Linked DNA regions of Sus scrofa: region 2 is linked to region 1. The links are chromatin contacts, called in public HiChIP or PLAC-seq maps. All regions are on one chromosome and are shown on one strand. The core of a region is the stretch at or near the end of the contact, and the rest is flanking DNA. Distances in the headings are between cores, read along the strand shown.

Region 1 (5,419 bases), core at 1,803-4,302:
TTAGAGCTCATCCATGAATTCGGCAAAGTCGCAGAATACAAAATTAATACACAGAAATTGACTGCATTTCTATATACTAACAATGAAAGATCAGAAAGAGAAGTTAGGGAAGCAATCCCATTTACCATCACATCCAAAAGAATAAAATACCTAGGAGTAAACCTACCCAAGAGACAAAAGACCTGTACTCTGAAAACTATAAGACACTGATGAAAGAAAACAAAGATGACACAAACAGATGGAAAGACCATGCGCTTGGATTGGAAGAGTCAATATTATCAAAATGACTATACTCCCCAAGGCAATCTGCAGATTCAATGCAATCCCTACACAAGGATTTTTATCTCAGTCCTGTGTTGGTCTCCCTCCCTCCAAGCTAATGCCAGGGGCTGCTCATTCTTGTCTGCTTTACTCAACACCAGCTCAGGGAGTGTATGATGGGCACCAGCATTTAACTGAACGAGTCAATACTAAGGGGAGTTAATGTCATTTGTAGGGAAAGGGAGAATGTTTTTCGAACTTTTAGGGGCAGTGGGAGTTAACGTGGTGCCTGTGATCCCAGCTGTTCGCCTCCAGGACGGACATCTTTTACAGCCTACTTCAACCCCCCAACTATTAAAAGTTATATCAGTGTATTAAATGGCAGTCCCTTGAATATGCCTCGCAGGCTAAAGAGAAGTGGCAGTTCTAGAAAGAGCAGAACTCACCATTTCCACCTCTCAATAAATTAGCTTTCTGTTTATCCCTGGGTTCTGTCTGCTGCATGAATCCTGGGGAGAGGCATCTTACTCCTGGGGAAGAGGTATCTTATATTTGATAAGATGGAATCATTGGGCCTTTCTTTAAAAAAGAGAAAGACTTGTTGTAAAGGGGCCAGGATTTGTTTCCTCTAGATTGGCACCCATAGGAGGACACCAGAAAGGTAGAATCAAGTGAAATGGTTTCTTCTAGCAAGAAGAGATCACTAGCAAGACCACAGCGGGCCTTGGTGGGAGACTAGAGAAGCTGGACTTTATCCAGGAGTCAGAGGGGCTGCTGGAGACGGGAAGTCAGGATGAAAGCCACATGCTGAGGCTTTTAGAAGGAATGTGCTGAAAATGTAGCACTTAAAAGTGAAATCGAATATGCGGAGAAACTGGAAATAAGATGATTGGCCATCCAGTCTTGTAAATTGCCTTTTATTGTCAGATAACATTCATTTCAAGCCACAGCTACATTTCTCTGGGATATAAATGTCCCAGGATGAATCAAATCAAGAAGCCAAGAAAAGTAGAATGATGACCATTAAAGGGTACAAGAGATAGGAAGTAAGACGGCGCTGTGACTTCTGAATCCCAATATGTCTCCGTGTCCCGAAAGCATATATAATGTTTCCCATAAAATGCAGTGAAATGACTTCATGCAAGCACCCACATCTGCAGCAGCTCCACGTTGGAAGTTAACCCATGGAGCTGAGTCTGCGGGGCCATCAGCTGTGCCCACCCACCCAGGGCCGCCCTCTAGCAGCTGCCGGCACAGCACAAGCCTTGTGCCTCCACAGCATTATAGCTGAATTCTGGTGTGATTTTTGTTTTGCTTTTAACTACCTTTCCTCCAAAGTGGATTTCAAATAAGTCTAGTTCTTTCCCATTAAAATCCCACAATGATACCCCAAACCACCCTGTCATCACAGCAGAAGGAAGTCTTTCCCTGGCTTTGTTTTAACATCTCCTCACTGACCACTTCCCATCTCCTAAGCGTAAGAATCTCTCTCTTTCAACACACACACCCCTTTGTTCTTTAACGCCTTTCAGGTGTCACCTGGCCATCTCAGTAGCTTTCCCTATTTCAGATGCTGCTTGGAGTTTAGCTGTAAACACACCCAGTCAGCCAAGCTCACTTCCAGACCTGTGACCTACACATGCTTCTTCCTACTGCTCCCACCCTGCTCACCTCTCACACTGAGAAACCTGTTAGGAAACTTTTCAGGACTTCCCAGTTATAGGAGGAGGAGGCAGAACCAGCTGTCAGGGACTTTCAGTGCGTGGAGTCAGAAGGAAAGGAAGAGAGTACTTCCCAAAGGTCCAATTCAGCTACAAAAGTGGCTGCTTTTCTGTATTCTGAGACCTAGGTCAGCTGATGATCCTAAATTAAAAGGTATAACATAATCCCCGTCTCTCAGCCTACTATAATTGACATCTAGGTAAGTAGTCCCTAATGAAATGCTGTATTTAATAACTAATTCCAAAACTGAGACATTTATAAATCAAATCCATCCTTAACCGTTTCTCTTCTGCTCCTCTCTAATCCAGTATTGAGAAGTGACTATTTTTGAAATTGAAAAGTTAACCCGCAGACTCCTTATCATCTCACGTTTTCCATGGTTCCTGTTACTTGAAGCACAAGCAGAACCAAGCACACCTATAAAAATTACACCCATCCATCCTGTATTCTAAAGATGTTCCCTAAGAAAGAAACACAGTTGACTGCTGTATAATTCACTAACTAGAGAAGGAAAATGACACAATATCTTAATCTTATTTTGTAACCAGTATATACTTGCCAAAACCAGGGAGTGGAGTGACCCAGCTAGAACTTTTCAGTGTCCTAGTTGGTCCTCAGCTTCTTAACATGACCCCAGAGTGAGGCAAGAGTACCCCTGGGCAGGCCTACAAGCCTCCCCCTCCTCCTCATCCAAACCTTATTTCCTCCACCATCACCTTTTTAAAAGCTCAAAAGCCTGCAGCTGTTGGAGAAGAAAATCTGCTCTGAATATTGTGTTTTAGCCTAAAGAGCTGCTCTAGATTTTTTTTTTTTAAAGGAAGAAAAAATTGTAGCTACTGGGTCCCAATCACCAGGGCGGGAGCAGTGATCTCCAGCCCCAGGAAAATATGCGATGGGGAGATTCTGAATGGCTTCTATTTCACTTGGAATTGTGGTTTGCCAGGCCACCCGGAGTCACCCAGATGACTGTTAACATCTGGTTTTCTCCCCACAAGTGACTCAGGCCTGGGAAGCCAGTTAGAGGCCCGGGGTGCAACACAGGTGGTAGAAGATGCAATGTAACGTGAGCCCACCTCATTGGGTCTGAAGCAAACTCATATCACGGCTAATGGGAGCTGCTGTTTCATTGTCTTCGTTGCCCCAGAGCCGCTGGGACAGAAAAGAATTGAAGACAAAAGCCCAAAAAAAAAAAAAAAAGAACAACAACAACAAAAAAAAATGTGGGAACAACATCCTAAAAGCCAGGCAGGGGTGTTTTTGACAAAGTCAGAATTGGATCCATTTTCACCTGTGTAGTTCAGAGTCAACTGGCTGAACCAAGTATAAACTGCCCCCTGCTGTCTGACACAGAGAAGTACATAAAATATCTGTTTCATTAAAAGTGATTTGTTATGGACACCTGCCATGAGTGGGTAACAGGCTGGGGTGAAGGCAGGTGGAGGATGTCACAGGGCACCTGCCTATTTTTCGGTATGAAGATGAAGGGAGGATGAGAGAGGTGGAGGTGGCTCCTATAAAAGGTACTGTTTCTGGGATTTGGAGCACTGCCTCATTACACTGCCTGCTGCCTCGTTTCTCAAAGAATGGATGGTCCATGGTCCAGCATCATCTGTATCACCCCAGAGTTTGTTAGAAACATAGGATCTCAGGCTGCACTCTAGGTCCCCTGATCACTGTATGCATGTAACAAGATCCCCAGGGGCTTTGTGTGCACATTTACCTGTGAGAAGTCCTGACATAACTTCAGAAAGAGCTTGTATACTAGACAGGATCTGCCATTCCCTAAGGTTTGGGTCAAACCAAATTTAGTTTCATCTGTGATTAAACACAACACCCCAGGAGAATTTCATCCTGTTGAGATCGTGATTGCTTACACCCTTATTTTCTTCCTGCCTCTGTTTTCTACATCCTCCCATGTCACCACCTCTTTGCTGTCGCTCATCCCTTGCTACATTCCAGCAGCATTTGCCAAACTGTTTCTTTCAAAATCAGTCAATTCTCATCTCTGGCAGCCTCCTGTCTCCCATCGTCCTTGTTTGCTCAGGTCTCTTCCCCACCGCCCCTTCCACCCCCACGGGTGTCATCACAAGAGCAGCTATTTGACCCTCCGGGAGGGAGCTGGCCCGATGCATTGTCCGTGTATCGCTAACCCCGCATGTTCTCTTCTGCGCCAGGTCAGGGAAGAATGCCGGCTCCTGAACGCCCCACCTGTTCCGCCCCGCAGCGCAAAGCCTCAGTCCACCAGCCCCTCCGTCCCTCCTCGCACAGCCAGGCCGGCGCGGCAGCAGACTCGGTCTCCCAGCCCCACCTTGTCCTACTATTCTTCAGGGCTGCACGACATGTAAGTCCTTCACCAGGTTCCTCTCATCCCGCCAGATCCCCGGTTCTCAAGAGCAGTGCCAAGGAGCCATCCCCTAGGCAGGGTGCTAGGAGAGGACATTTTCCTTTAAGAAGTTGGGTTTTTTGGTTTTCTAAACTGAAGAGCATGATGTGGCCCTCTTGGTTCTGAGCCAGGATGGAAGAGCCAGTGACCTAGGAAGATGCAGAATCTGTGAGGAACTCAGTGGGAAAGGCTGCCTCTGCTTCCTCCACTCCGTGTCACCCTCACACACGCAGACGGCACCTCCAGGGAACACCTGGATTTGCAGGGGTCCTGCGGTTCCCCACTCCGAATTTCCCACCCAGTGCAGGGGGTTCCCTTCCTGAGCATCACCGTCGTGCAGTCTTTCATCTGGATCCTTGCCGTGTGGCTCATTCCATGGTTGGCACACGCCCATGACTTTTTAGAACTCTTTATTCAGATCGAGTTAAAATCTATCTCTGTGGAACTTTCAGCTATTTCTTACGTCGAGAGAGACAGATGTAGGTCCAGCCCACTTCTCGTGGTCCCAGCGTATAAAACCGTGGGGTCAGCTATGATGCGAGTCTTCTCTTCTCCAAAAGAGACACCCCAGTTCCGCCAGATGTTCCCTGTCACCCACCTCTGAGCACACTGGTTTTCACAGTCGCTCTAAAGTTATGGCCCCAGAGAAGAATATGATCACTTGCGATGGTGACAGGTTAAAGTAGCTCTCTTTGGCAGGTGTTTTTTGTTCTCTGGACATTTAAATCTTTATGCCAATGTTACCCAGTTGCACAGAGACCAAGGCAAGCACAAGCATTTTATTCAAAGCATTTCTTCCAGCCTCAGACTCTTGGATGGAAATAGGGTTGTCAGTTATGCAGTCCTGTCACTGTAGCACAAGGGTGACAAGCATGAGACACTCACTTCTCTCATCTCATTCCATCCTCACCCACTGCAGATATCACTCATCAATCACAGCGCCTGTCAGTGACAATTTGTCATCTCTGCTGTAGTATATATTAAGTCCCTATCTTCATATCCATAATTACCTGTGTTTTAGTAATTTAAAGATTCTTTTGTTGGAGTTCCCTT
Region 2 (5,419 bases), core at 1,881-4,380, 280 kb before region 1:
TGCTTTGGTTTGTTTGCTAACAGTCACCAGCTGTGCAAGCTCCCTCTGTAATTTCTTGTAATTTTTTTTTTTTTTTTTTTTTTTTTTTTAAGAATAGGGCCTCAAATGCAGGGTTTCATGATACGGTCTCAAGCTCCACATGAAGTGGAAAATTTTCAGTGCCAAAGCATGCCAAAGAGGAGCGGGGCTGCTGGTCTCCCTGGACCTTTTCTGTAAGCCTGAAAGAAAGACGTTCTTTCATCCTTGCAAGTCAGGTTTTTCTGAAACTGTCACACACCCAAGAGGAGAGATGCTAGTTATTTCCTAACTTTGAAATCTGCCTGAGTCAAACCGGCAGCTTATCAAAAACTTATCAAAATGGGACTTCCAATGCCTAATCACATCCTTAATACTCACCCACTGCATTTTATTAATAATCCTCTCTACATAGCCGTCAACCTGAAGATCTACTGGTATATGGTTTGGTTGATGTTCCTTAAACTGAGATAAGAAATGCTAGTCCCTTTCATCTTTCTCCTCCGATTTATCAGAGTTCAAAGTGTTGCTATTGCTGTTGGTTTAGCTCTGCTTTATTTTTTTTAAACATTTAACTTGTAGCCCAAGCAAAAAGGAAGGGAGAATGTATATTGACTATGAGCCCTGAGCTTTATATGAATACAGCGTGTTTTGTTTTCCATTTAATTTACTCAGCAATCTGGTAACTTTAGAGATGAGGAAAATGAAGCTCAAAAATAGATGTAATCTGTCACGTTGAGGCCAAACTGCTATTACATTGCAGAGTTGAGTTTCAAGTCATTTCTATTTCAAGTCAGTTTTCATTCTACCATGTTGTTTCTTATAATTTAATACAAGAGAAAACTATTATCTATTGAACACCTATGATATGCCAGATGTGTTATAGATATTCACTCATATAACCTTACCAAAACATATTCCAGTAGGAATAGTTATCTTCATTTTTATGAAAACATTAAAGCTCAGAGAGATTAAACATTTCCCTAACATCCATGGTTTGCTGAGGACAGACCCAGAATTTATCTCCAAGTCTGTTTCCAAAGCTCACTTTCTATCTCATCACAGATAGTGTTTTATGTGGAATTATTCATAAGAACAACTTGATGAGGTAGGTACCATGATCATTCCAATTTTATAGATGAGAAAAATTCAGCTTAGACAGGTTTAGGAACTTGTCCACAAATCCATTAAGTGTGTAAAAGAAGAGATTAAGACCCAGACAGTCTGACTTCAGCACTCTTAGTCACTTAATGAACTATCTCCGGAGAAACACTTTTAGAGAATCTCTATCATGATGAAGACAAAAGAAGAAACTTCCTTAGGCGTGCAAGGCACAAAATGTGATCATTAGAAGGAGAGAGAAAAAAGAAAAAGTCTCCACTAAACAAGGATTGGTCACTAGGGATTTCTGGCTCCTCCACAAATACATAGTGCAAATTATCCATTGTTATTGGCAGAAGTGTCCATTAACACATGGTCTCATTCCTCTTAACTGCGGCCCTGGTGAAAGCTTGCAGCTCCGGAGGAAAAGGGGAGGGTTCTGGAGTTGTATAAATAGGGAAATTGTGCAATGACCTATGTGGGTGGTGGTGAGGCTTTTAGCATCCAGTTCTTTGAGTCTTGAGATGAGCTTACTCATCCTCAATGTTCCGGGTCAGGGGAGAGCTCTGCCAAATGAAGGAATGAGCCATCCTTCATGCTCAAGGCCAGGGCCACTGACCCACCATCAGGAGGGCATGACACTGGAATTGCCAGTTCAGTAGTGGTGATGGATTTGCACTTGTCTCTCCGTGTGCATTTACAGGCTCCTCTGGCCCACTGTGAGCAATGACAAGGACCTCTGAGGGCACCAGGATTCAAGGGGCAGTGCTGTTGTGATATATGAGATTAGCAATGACCTCAGCTACCTTGGAGCCTAAGGCAAAGAGAATGAGCAGGGTCCCATGTAAACTAAACTGGGTGAATGCGTGACTCAATTTCTCTCTGGCTTTCTCTGTGTAATTAAGGAAGGAGATCAGAAACTATTACAGGAAACTGTATTTTTAATGTCTGCAACAGCTCTCGCTTCTAGGAATAAGATAAAACAGAGTCCAAGCAGAGTGCCCTGAGCCTAGTCTGAAACAAATTTTTCTTTTATGGATATGTGTTAGATTTATATGCCTCCAACTTCTGTGCTTTATTACAAGGCCATCCAGCCGGAATGTCCTCATAGAGAGACAGATGCAATATTTCCTCCTGGTGGGAGGTGAGGAGGCAGAAGAAGGGAGAGACAGCCTTATTATGCAAAGGAGCTATAATAAAGGCTGCTTTTCCCCACTGCAAGTGGCCCTTTGAGAAGATGAGTAGCGAAGGGGGGCCTGAAAAGGGCTTGATGCCTATTTATCTAATAAAACCTTGATTACAAGCAACAGGTGCACTGGCATATAAACTACCTTGGAGTCATCAAGAAATTCTAAAGAAAGCTGCATCAAATTGCAAATGCTATGACTTTCATCTAATGATAGGTATTAATTATACGGGGAAGATTGCAATAGGCCCATAAAATGGGTGTTTGCATCCTCATTATTCAGTATTTCATGCCATGATGATAAAGCAATAATGACAGAATAATAAACAAGCTTTTTATTTATTTACTTCCCTTACTGAAAACCAGACTTTGAAAGTCAAATCACAAAGTTTGGAGGAAGGGGGTAAAAGACTCCTAAGAACATCCACAAAGGATAAGCAGAGATGTCAGAGAAGAGAAAGGAAGAGATTAACCAATTGACAGGGGCGTGGGGGCGGGGGAGGACGCGTGTTTTGTTTTGTTTTGTTTTGTTTTCTAATAAACATGCTGCTGAAACGGTATCAGAATTAAATGGCAACTTTCCCTTGCTGGTCATAGTAGTGTTTTGTTTATGTGTTTTTCAACGTCCAAACCCTTGCAAAGAACAAGGTTTTCTTTTTGAGGTGACGTGGGCGTGGGGTGGGGGAGGGGTATACAATATTGACGAGGAATACATGAGGTCGGATGTCACGTACCCAGCGGCACCTGTCACTCTATGATTGCTATACGAGGGCCCAGTGACGAGCAGAGCCAGGCTATGGGAGATAGCAAGTGGGTGGGAAAGCACTGGAAGAGCTGAGATTGTCCGCAGGAGGAGGGAGGGCAGGAAGTGGTGGGTGGAGAGGCGGAACCGCGCAGGAGGCAAAGCAGTGAATAAACAAACCCACAAGCACGCGTGTGCCAGGAGACGGCGCAGATCCTTATCAAGACGATTTATTAAAGAGCATCTCATAAAAATTAAGGGCAATTGGGGGGGAAGATGCTGGGAAAGGCGCGGGGTGGGGGTAGTAGCAAAGACTGACTTCAGCTGGAATCCTAAAATCACCCTCTCAGAACAAACTGCCCAAAGTACCCTGTTTGGTTTAACCCAGCCTAACTCTCCGCATCCTCCTGTCATCCATCCAGCTTCCTGCCTACCGGCCTCTTCAGCGTTTCTCAGGGTTTTGAACCCCGCTCAGTTAATGTTTTGATAAATGTATTTTTCAAAACATTGGCAAGTCTTGATGGCTATGACTCAATTTTTTTTTTTTTGTCCTAATAGAGAGGATGAAGTAAAGACTGTTTTTCACTTCAAAGAAAAAATAAAATGATCTGATTATTTACCCACTCTCCGTTTTTCCTTGAATGCTCTCTCTGGAGACAAAGGCAAAAGAGTCATATTAGATGTTTGCAAATTATATTATTTGTGTAACAGATCCAATCTTATCTGGTGAATGATGTGAGCATGGAAAACCAAAGTGGAAAAGGTAGATGGAGGATGAATGTGGAAAGCCCTTTAGGTTAGATTCCACTAATTCGGAAATTGTGATAAATCTCAACTTGAGAAAATTTACCTTTCATTTATTTTTTGAAAATGGCAGGCAAATTAATAATGTAAAAAAAAAAAGTGGAAGAAAACACTTTTTTATCTACTGAAGCAAACAATACCTCATGTTGCCCCAATATCAACAACTATGCATGTCTAAGTCTCAAATGGGCAAAGCGTAGCCTATTTTTCATGAACATAATCATGAAACAAACCAGTGGTAGACCATTTTTTCTTTTTTAAAACTTGGACCATCAATCTTTTATTTATAGAACAAAATAAAAGTCAAGTTTGATAGAATTGTTTGTTAATTTCAAAGGATACTCTTGATTTATGTACAATAGGTATGCTGCTGTGCTCTGAGATTAAATTCACATTTAGCTTGTGGATACCTCATTCAGGAACCTGAAACACTATATTCCAAGGAAAAAAAAAAAACTTTATTCAGGAGATTCCCAAGTTCCCTGACTTTCAATTAGATGACTACATATAGATGCAAAGACTTACTCATCCTCTGGAACACTCACATGGAGTATTTTCAGAAAAATGGGTGTCAAGATGATTCAGGGTGGTTTTGGTTGAAGAGAAGCAACCAAAAGGACAGAGGTGTGACACTATGACATACCCTGCTCCATCTTCACACCTTAAATACCACACAGCAAAATCCTCCACATCACTGCTAAAACTTGTCACTCCTCTTCTCTATCTAAATTTCCCAGTCACCCACTGACTTATCTAGAGTCCAGAAGATATGAATAATAGTTAAATGCACCCCTGAGCTATCCCATATAGGAGAACTCAAGAAGGAAAGCAATGAGGTCCCACTCTACAGCACAGGGAACTATATCCAATCTCTTGGGATAGAACATGATGGAAGATAACATGAGAAAAAGATTGGGACACTTTGCTCTCTAGCAGAAACTGGCACAACACTGTAAATCAACTACATTTTAATCTAAAAATATTGTAAAAAAAATTTTTTTAAAAGAAGGGAAGTTAAGGTCCTATCTCTTCCCACAAAGTTTTGCCTTGACTCATTCACTTAAATTCACTGATTCAACTGTCTTATGAATACTTACTATCATTTACATAAATAGTAATTAGAGAATAAAAGATTTAGACTCCCTTTCCCTTAAGGCACATGTAGTCTGGAGGTTCTGGGTGTGGGGACAACAGTTGAAGCAAAGTTTGAACAGAAGCAACCATAACATAAGACAGACAGATGTAAGAAAGATGGCAAAACAGATATGCCTGTTTTCTTTTTTTTTTTTTTTAAGAAAGTGAAATCAGGGAGAGCAAGAGAAAATTACTTCTCTTTTGGGAATAGTTGATAAAGCCTTTAGACAAAATGGTGCTGGAGATAAATTTGCAAAATTACTTTCAACTTGAAATAAAAGTGAGCTAGCTCTCCAAGTGAGAGTAACGTGGTGAACAAGGAAATTGACATGAGAAACTGGATATATGGGGTGATGTTAAGATAGCGCTTTGAGATTTAGGTACATGAAGGAAAATATTAGCCTAGCCGGTGAGTTTGGAAAAGTAGACTATTCATG

The links. HiChIP or PLAC-seq counts read pairs in DNA pulled down with a chosen protein or histone mark.
Region 2: a contact with region 1 is called in an H3K27ac HiChIP or PLAC-seq map of skeletal muscle, with 9 times the contacts expected there. The contact joins two enhancer-like sites. A contact is called at or near these places in 20 of 47 Hi-C or Micro-C datasets (alveolar macrophages, embryonic fibroblasts, epiblast stem cells and 12 more) and 1 of 2 datasets of contacts at active chromatin or transcription factors (skeletal muscle).

The regions. Positions count from the first base shown.
Region 1 is chr6:116,106,399-116,111,817 of Sscrofa11.1, reverse strand. GAREM1 (GRB2-associated and regulator of MAPK protein 1) reads left to right here. Exons shown (of 6, transcript XM_003482054.4): 5 at 4,158-4,324. Among named protein-coding and RNA genes, the nearest start is that of MEP1B, 94 kb to the right of the region's middle. Within about 2 kb of position 3,052, at least 2 of the 83 cell types and tissues checked have an H3K27ac peak or open chromatin away from gene starts, as enhancers often do. A contact at or near this core is called in skeletal muscle, where this site is marked.
Region 2 is chr6:116,387,907-116,393,325 of Sscrofa11.1, reverse strand. No RefSeq gene overlaps it. Among named protein-coding and RNA genes, the nearest start is that of GAREM1, 66 kb to the right of the region's middle. Within about 2 kb of position 3,130, at least 27 of the 83 cell types and tissues checked have an H3K27ac peak or open chromatin away from gene starts, as enhancers often do. A contact at or near this core is called in skeletal muscle, where this site is marked.